Linked DNA regions of Mus musculus: region 1 is linked to region 2. A link is a contact called in public Micro-C data. All regions are on one chromosome and are shown on one strand. The core of a region is the stretch at or near the end of the contact, and the rest is flanking DNA. Distances in the headings are between cores, read along the strand shown. Region 1 has its middle 21 kb from the start of Gm40913. Region 2 overlaps Fars2 (phenylalanine-tRNA synthetase 2 (mitochondrial)).

Region 1 (3,608 bases), core at 497-2,996, 850 kb after region 2:
AAAAACAATCCGTGTGACAAAAAAAAAAAAAAAAAACCTGGCACAGCCCTCCCCCACGCTCCCCCACCCTTTCCCACCCTCCCCATCCCCTCCCCCACTCAGGAACAAAAAGCCCCTCAGTGTTCTTATCTAATAGTGACTTCTCCTGATATATCTGTATCATATTTTCAAGAAAAGGCCGGTTTCTGACCTGTGATAGGCCTACCTATGTGTTGGGTAGATCCAGGTCCACACCTTGCACCTGTGTGCCTCTGGTCCCCTCGAGAGCGCAAAGTTAGACCCGCCCTCATTCTGCCCCTTCCTGTGCCCGGGTGTTGGAGTCCTTTCCTTTCAACTTATCCCTTCCCCATGTCTCTCCCTGAGCCCCGGTCTCACTCACAGCCCCACTAGCCCGGCCCTTGGCCCACATTAGACTCTTTCATCTCCATTTTGTGAGTTTATCCCCGCAGATCCCTGCAAACTCCTGGAGGTCAGAGCTGAGCACCTCTGTGTTCCTTTTTCCAGGCAGGTTGTCTACACATGCTATTAAACTAGACAGGCGCTCTTCCTCATCCCTCCTTTCCCACTCGCCCAATGCTCAGAAATCAAACAAAGCCAGAGGGACCAGGACACGCCCTGGAGGAGCAGGAGGGGACCTGGGACCAGCTTCTCCTGTCTATCAGTAATTAGAGCGGTGGGGGAGGGGCTGCCCTTGGCACAGACAGGTCCTTAAAGGCTGCTGCCCCAGAAACTGCCTTCAGATCGACAGCCAAGGGAATCGCGATGAAAAATTCATCAGCTTCTTACTTTCCGCGGCCCAGCTGCGCCTAGCAGATGACCTCGGCGGGGACAAGCCCGCTGTGAGACACCGTCTGGTCGCTTCGAGGGGGCCAGCCCAGGCCTGCCGGGGAGCACTGCACCGCTGGGCTTTGTGCGTGCGCCATGAGCACGCGCCTATGAGGCCTAGAAGTACCACCGAGGTTTGACTGCTGGGGACCAGAGACAGTCATCGGACCTTTTGGTGCAAGCTACTGGGAGCCAGAGTGTCACTCTCTAGCAGGCGCCTGCGGTCCATCTTGCCCATCATACACTGTCCTACACAAGGCGCGACCTACTAGTGGAAGCAATACCAATTGGGTGGGCACCTGGGATCGTGGAAGCCCTGTAAGCTATAAAACTTCTAACCCTGGAGACTGGTCATCCTAACTAGACCTTACTTTCATGCCACCACCTCCCACCTTTGCTGGCCCCAAGCTGCCTCCTGAAGTTCTGGATGGGGTAGGTTCTCTTGAGCTGGGGTGGCCTGGGAGGATGACAGAGATCCAGTTGGGGAAATGCTACTGAGTTGCAGGTTTCTGGAGGCCTCTCCAGCCCCTGCCATCTGGGCACTGCACAGACAGACGCTGCGTGGGTCCCTAGAGCTTGCCACCTCCGCGCCACACTGCCAGCCATGCCGCTGCGGCTGCAGAAAAGCCTCACGTCCGAGATTGCTGGACCGTGGGTGGGGGTAGGGAGCGCAAAGCGAGACTAGGCGCGGGAGGCGGGGGAGCGGGGGGCCACTCCTGGACTCTGAATTTTAAAGTTGTTTTCTTGCAATCACACTTTAATATGCACCGATGTCTGGTCTGCGGACCACGCAATGTAGTGAGATGCCATGTTGGCCTCTTTGGAATCCGCAGTAGGTTTTTTTGTGCTGTTCTGCTGGGGAATCAAATGTGGTGATTAGGGAAGTTTTATATTCAGGTCAGGCTTTCCCAGGACTAGAGAATGTACTACAACTTAGGCCAACATCGCCATCTGGTGGTATCATCGAGGGACTCGAGCAGGTGTGGGGAGACCAGAGGAATGATGTCATGGTCTGCAATTTTTTTCTTGAGGGGCGGGATGCTGGCTGGCTGCGGATCTAGTATTGCCTGATGCATTGTTTCTCGGATTTGGGGTTTTGCTGTTATTCACAGGTGAATCACCAAGTAAGCAAGGGTCCTTCCTAAAACTAATACCTTACATTTCACCCCATTGCAGAATTGAATTTAAACCTAAAAGACCCAATGGCTTTGACAGTCTTGAAGCAGGACTCCTTATGTGATCTTTCCTGGGTCCGTCTAAGTTGTTCACTTGACAGCCCCTCCCCGAGGTGTTTCTCCCTCCGGAATTCAACTGCAGAATCATCTGTGTGTTCAGAGCCCGCTTGCATTCTTCTGAGTTTCCATTCCTTCAAGACTAAGGAACAGGCTTCACACTGCCTATAAGCATAGGGTCCCATCTTCAGAGGCATCTCCCTGGCTCCCTTAGTCACTCCTCTGTTCTTTGCTTTACCAGATCTGGATAGAAAAGCCAGCTCCCTTGCTCCTCTGTACTTCTGTCCTCAGCATCCCTCAACACTTTGCCCCTCACCTTAGCTCTAGCCAACAACTGACAGCAAGCACCATTCTGCCTTGCCCCTCGTCCCACCCAAGGCTAAGAAGAAAGGGTGGCCTGAGGTCGCTGAGTGGGCTGGCTGCACATTGAAGGTTCAGGTGAGACCGCAGTGCCGCTTGATGGTGAGCCGGCGTTGATTCCTGCACTGCAGATCTTCTCAGTTTCTTCTCCTCTTTAGCTTTGTGTCTGTACAATACTTGGCTAGTTCAGAAGCAGATCCTCCCACTTTCCAGACACTCTTGCTCCTCAATGTTGCCTCTTCTACCTTAAAGTAGTTGTGTCACTGCCTGGCCTTTTATTCTCTCTTACTTCGGAGGAGGAAAAACAAGAAAACAAAAACACAAAACAAAACAAAACAAAAAAAACCTTTCATCTTTTGCAAACCCTGTGTATCTGCTTTTACCTGCAACACAAACTACTGCCTGCAAGTAAACAGGGGTGGGGAAGAAGAAGCCCCTAAGAAAATGTACAGAAAGAATGGCTACTAGCATTCTCAGAAGAATGGATAAAAATACTGAATGCATTTTATATATGTGTGTGTGTACAAGAATAAATATATATATGACTATATATGTGAATACATATTGTATACACAAGAAAGGGAATAGTAAGAAGACAGAAAGGGGATTTTTAAAAGTTTTAAATGCTAGTAACAATGAAAGATTGAAAAATGTAACATTTCACATAAGCTTCCCAGAAATTCCAATAAAAGGCAAAAAAAAAAAAAAAAGATTGACCAATTTTTATCCAAGAAAAGAGAAAAACAAGATGAGCTCCACAACTTGAGGGGATCGAGGCAAACTGATATCGATCAAATGGGATCCTTTGTCTTAAAAAGTCTTCCAGAAGGCTTGGCATGCCTGTGCATAAATCCTACTCTCAGCAAACCAAAAAAGAGGGTTAGCTCATTTAAGGCCAGCCTGGGCTCCAGAGCAAAACTCTCTCAACAATAAGTCTTTAATAATTCCAAAGGGACAACAGCAGAGCTTAAACCAAAGACAGGGCTCATGCGTTGAGCAAAGTTCCTTGGATAGTCTCATTTACAGCAGCTGGAGTTCACTATTCCATACAGGGGAAGTCTCCTTCATCAAATGGGGAAACATGTCTACTGAGTTAGCAACCAAGAAAACGGACGTTATTTCGAAGTGAAGGAGACTTAGCATGGGTCACTGAGTTGTTACAAGAAGAGAAAACAAATTGGGAAAAAGGTA
Region 2 (3,825 bases), core at 810-3,309:
ATCCAAAGCCAAAAGAACTCCATAACAGGGCAACAGCAGGATAACCAAGAGGAGTCCTGATGAGACTCCAGTATTGATAGTATAGCAGAAGCCTTGAACCAGACCAGAGACTCATTGCAATGAACATTTGCATGTAAAGATCTGTGAACAAAAGAATTTATACTGTGGGGCACACTGTGACACAATACAGCTTCCCTGACAAGATGGGTTTTGTTGTTGTTGTTGTTTGATTGGTCTCTTTCTTGTTTTTATTTTTGTTTTTTAATTTTCTTTGTGGGGAAGGCTGCAAGAGTGGAGAGTAGATACAAAGAGTCGGGGAAATGAGTGGTACTGGAATACATGATATAACACTCACAAAGAATCAATGAAAAGTTTTTTGAAAAGTTCAACCTGCCTAGTGATCATAAAAATGCAGTTTAAAATAGTAGTGATTTCATTTTCAATCCATAAATAAACTATGAAAGGGCAAAGAAGACTTGGGCGGTGGCACACACCTACACCCCCACACTTGGGAGGAGGAGGCAGGGAGGACCAGGAGTTGGAGAGCAGCCTCCCTGAGTGCATGGGGACTGAGGCCATCCTGAGCTACATGAAATCCTCTCCTGAGAAATGAACAAGGACCTGCAGCCACTTAGGAAGCATCTCCACGGGGTAAGATGGAAACCCCAGCACCCCCAGTCCCCGCCTCCTCTCTGACTTTGCTTAGCCCATCTGCTGCCAAACTGTGACTGTGTTCTCAAGATATCCAGAAAGGAAAACAGGCTCTGACCTGGGTCTTAGAAAAGTTGCCTCAGCTTCCCCCGACTCCCTGTAGCTGCCTTCTGCTCTTCCCTCTTCCATTGGTGCCTTTTCCTAAGTCTGTGACTCCGTTCAGTCAGCAATTGAAGTCATTCTTTCATTAATAATTTGTGAAGTGATTTAGAGCTTCCTGACAACAGTCTACCATTTGTTCTCATAAACCAGCAAGAAGAAGAGTAGGAGTTAAGGCTGCCAGTGACAGACTGTGTGCATTTGCTCTGTCCCTGGTCAAATATGGTGTGAGGTCTATTAAAAGGGCAATTCCCATACTGCCTGGACTTATGCAGCACTTTTATTCTCCGTGAACCTTCAGTAGCTAAGTTAGTGAAATGCCCCAAAGAGAAGAGTACTTGAGTAACTTACAGTGCATCACCTTGATGGAATGCCATGTGGCCATTAAGGATTGGAAGAAGTGGTTTACAGTGTCAAAGTGTTATAAATGAAAAATGAAAAGCACTGTGTCTGGCTGTGGTTGCAACAATGTAAAATGTCCATTTGTATTGAAAGGTTATAGAGGAAGCCTGAGAAATGAAAATAATTTAATGGAAGAGGAAAATACTAGCAATATAATAGTAAGCACTGAATACTCTCCGTATCTTAAACTTTCATAGACAGTGTGTTTTCCATTCTTAATGTACTGAACGTAAAGCAAGGCAAGGTGTGGTGGTAGAATTCCTGCCCAAAGATGTTCCCGAGGGCAGCTATGACTCTAACCGAGGAGGACCTGAAATGTATCCTTACTGTGCACTGGGTTAGACTCAGGGAGGGAGGGTCAGCTAGAGCCTGTTAGCTGTGGAGGTCACTGCAGGGCCTGGCCTGGCAGGAGTGACAGGGGTGGGAGTTGGTGCCATGCTGAAGGCTGAGGAGAAAGAGTATGCTAAGGAGGGACCAAGGAATCAGGGGACAAGGTAGATGCCCACTTGGAGTAGGTGACCAGGGCAATGGTAAAGTCCTTCTGAGACAGAGGGGCAGTTTTTCTTATCTCTGGCTCCACCTGGAATTAGTTGCTAGTTCCCTGATCTAAGTGACTGTATATTCAGGGTAGGGAAGAGAGTCCCCAGAAAGCAGAAAGACAGCAGCTTAAGATCTGTCCCTCAGGTCTGGCCTATCTCTACTAATCACAGCAGTGTGACCAAAACACCCACTCAAGCCTCCCCAGTGCAGTTTCAGTGCAAGTTTGCCAGATCCATGATGGGGTCACTGTTACTGCAGCCCCAGCAGTGGTCACTGTGTTTTAGAAAGCACCATATATGGTGAGCTGACTCTGATCTGAGTAAATCCCCTGACTCACTCCAGCCCTCACTGGCTCAGCTATCTCCCCAGCACTGCTGAAACCAGCAGCAGGGGAAGACTCCTCCAAGAGTGAAGCCACCAGTGGTGTGGTAAAGTCCCCAAGAATCCAGAGCATCAGACTTGGGTGTCTCAATTTTGACAAATGTGTTGGTCTCTGTAAGCAGCTCATGTTCATGATCAAGGCCTGTGCTCTGTTTTCTGTTCCTCATGACGGTGAAGCTGACCACGTTAAGGACAAGAATTAGGGCTAAATATTAGGATGCTTTGTAGCGCAGTGAGAGTGATACCTGGACTGAACAGAAACCACCCTAGGAGACTGCTGCACACCGAGGTTGCTGTTCACCTTCTCTAGTTGTTTAAACTTGCCACAGCCTTGGCCTTGGGTCTGTCCTCTGTCACACCACACACACTCTCTTGGCTTCTAAGTACCCTTCCTGGCCATCAGAAATTCTACCAAAGTACTCAGCCAGTACCACACATGGGCTGGGTACAGGAAAGTCTAAGTTGACTTTCATAATGGGATTTTTGAAAACTTGGAAGTACAAACTTATGTAGAAGCTAATGGACTTAGTGTCCCATTTAATTTGGGGAATCGCAGTAGTTTATTCCTAAACATTAGTAGGGGAGTAATAAAATATTTTACTCTATAGTAGGTTATGGCAGGAGCTACATTATTCTCATACTATACTAATATATTGAATTTGCCAACTATGATTAAGTGGGGTATGATACATGTGTGCGTTCATATCCTTATATGTTGGTACTGATGTACAAACTGTCATAATTGGCCACATCACTGGCATTGTCACCAGACCACCAGATTGCCACCCATCTTCTCAAATCTAGAAGTTAGTCTCCTATTTCTATATTCCCCTTTCTGTCATGCATGCATGTGTACGTGTGTGTGTGTACGTGTGTGTGTGTGTGTGTGTGTGTGTGTGTGTGTGTGTGTTTCTGCCATCAAAAATGAATATCCTCACAAATGCAGGTTAATCAGCATTCTAGTTTGTCCCTATCTGCTGTTTTCTGTTAGGACTTATGCTAGAGAACTTATATTTCATCTGCTTTGCAAAATAAATATTAACACAGAGTTATAGTTGTGCTGTTTTGACATAGTAACATCTCATTACTTTACTCTTACCCATAGAAAACCATGCCTGACAGTTACCTTGCACAGTCTCTGGAAAGGTATTTTCTTTCCTTTTTTGTTTTTTGTCTTTTTTTTTGTTTGTTTTTGTTTGTTTGTTTGTTTTCGAGACAGAGTTTCTCTGTATAGTCCTGGCTGTCCTGGAACTCACTTTGTAGACCAGGCCTGCCTTGAACTCAGAAATCCTCCTGTCTCTGCCTCCCAAGTGCTGGGATTAAAGGCGTGCGCCACCACCGCCCGGCTTATTTTCTTTCCTTTATAGGAAGGATTCTGTGCCCTTCACCCTCAGTGCTGATTCTAGGCTGCTTGATGACTTGTGGGGTATCCACCACTTAACTCAGACAGAGCATGGGAGAGATGGAAGCCTGCTTCCCACAAAGTGAGCCTGAACTCGGTATTAATGGGCAGGATAGCTAATGTGTTTACACTGTCCCCATGGAAGTTTTGGAGCACCTAAGAAGATGATTTATCCTCACATGTTGCAAGGTAGTCATTCTCGAGTCAGCCTAGTATGAAAGTCCTTGTCTGTTGCTATGAGGTAAATCACCCCCACATTGGAGATCCCCAGTGCTGACTTCACTGTGCTC

Evidence for each region. A called contact is a pair of places that touch in the nucleus more often than the background predicts.
Region 1: a contact with region 2 is called in a Micro-C map of granulosa cells, with 2.2 times the contacts expected there. The contact joins two enhancer-like sites. A contact is called at or near these places in 7 of 484 Hi-C or Micro-C datasets (bone marrow-derived macrophages, cerebellum, granulosa cells and 3 more) and 7 of 115 datasets of contacts at active chromatin or transcription factors (CD8 T cells, differentiating embryonic stem cells, embryonic stem cells and 3 more).

What each region holds. Positions count from the first base shown.
Region 1 is chr13:37,310,970-37,314,577 of GRCm38.p6, forward strand. No RefSeq gene overlaps it. Among named protein-coding and RNA genes, the nearest start is that of Gm40913, 21 kb to the right of the region's middle. RefSeq lists an enhancer at 1-2,841. Within about 2 kb of position 1,747, at least 95 of the 459 cell types and tissues checked have an H3K27ac peak or open chromatin away from gene starts, as enhancers often do. A contact at or near this core is called in granulosa cells, where this site is marked.
Region 2 is chr13:36,461,807-36,465,631 of GRCm38.p6, forward strand. The region is part of intron 6 of Fars2 (phenylalanine-tRNA synthetase 2 (mitochondrial)); the gene reads left to right. Among named protein-coding and RNA genes, the nearest start is that of Gm46409, 150 kb to the right of the region's middle. Within about 2 kb of position 2,060, at least 23 of the 459 cell types and tissues checked have an H3K27ac peak or open chromatin away from gene starts, as enhancers often do. A contact at or near this core is called in granulosa cells, where this site is marked.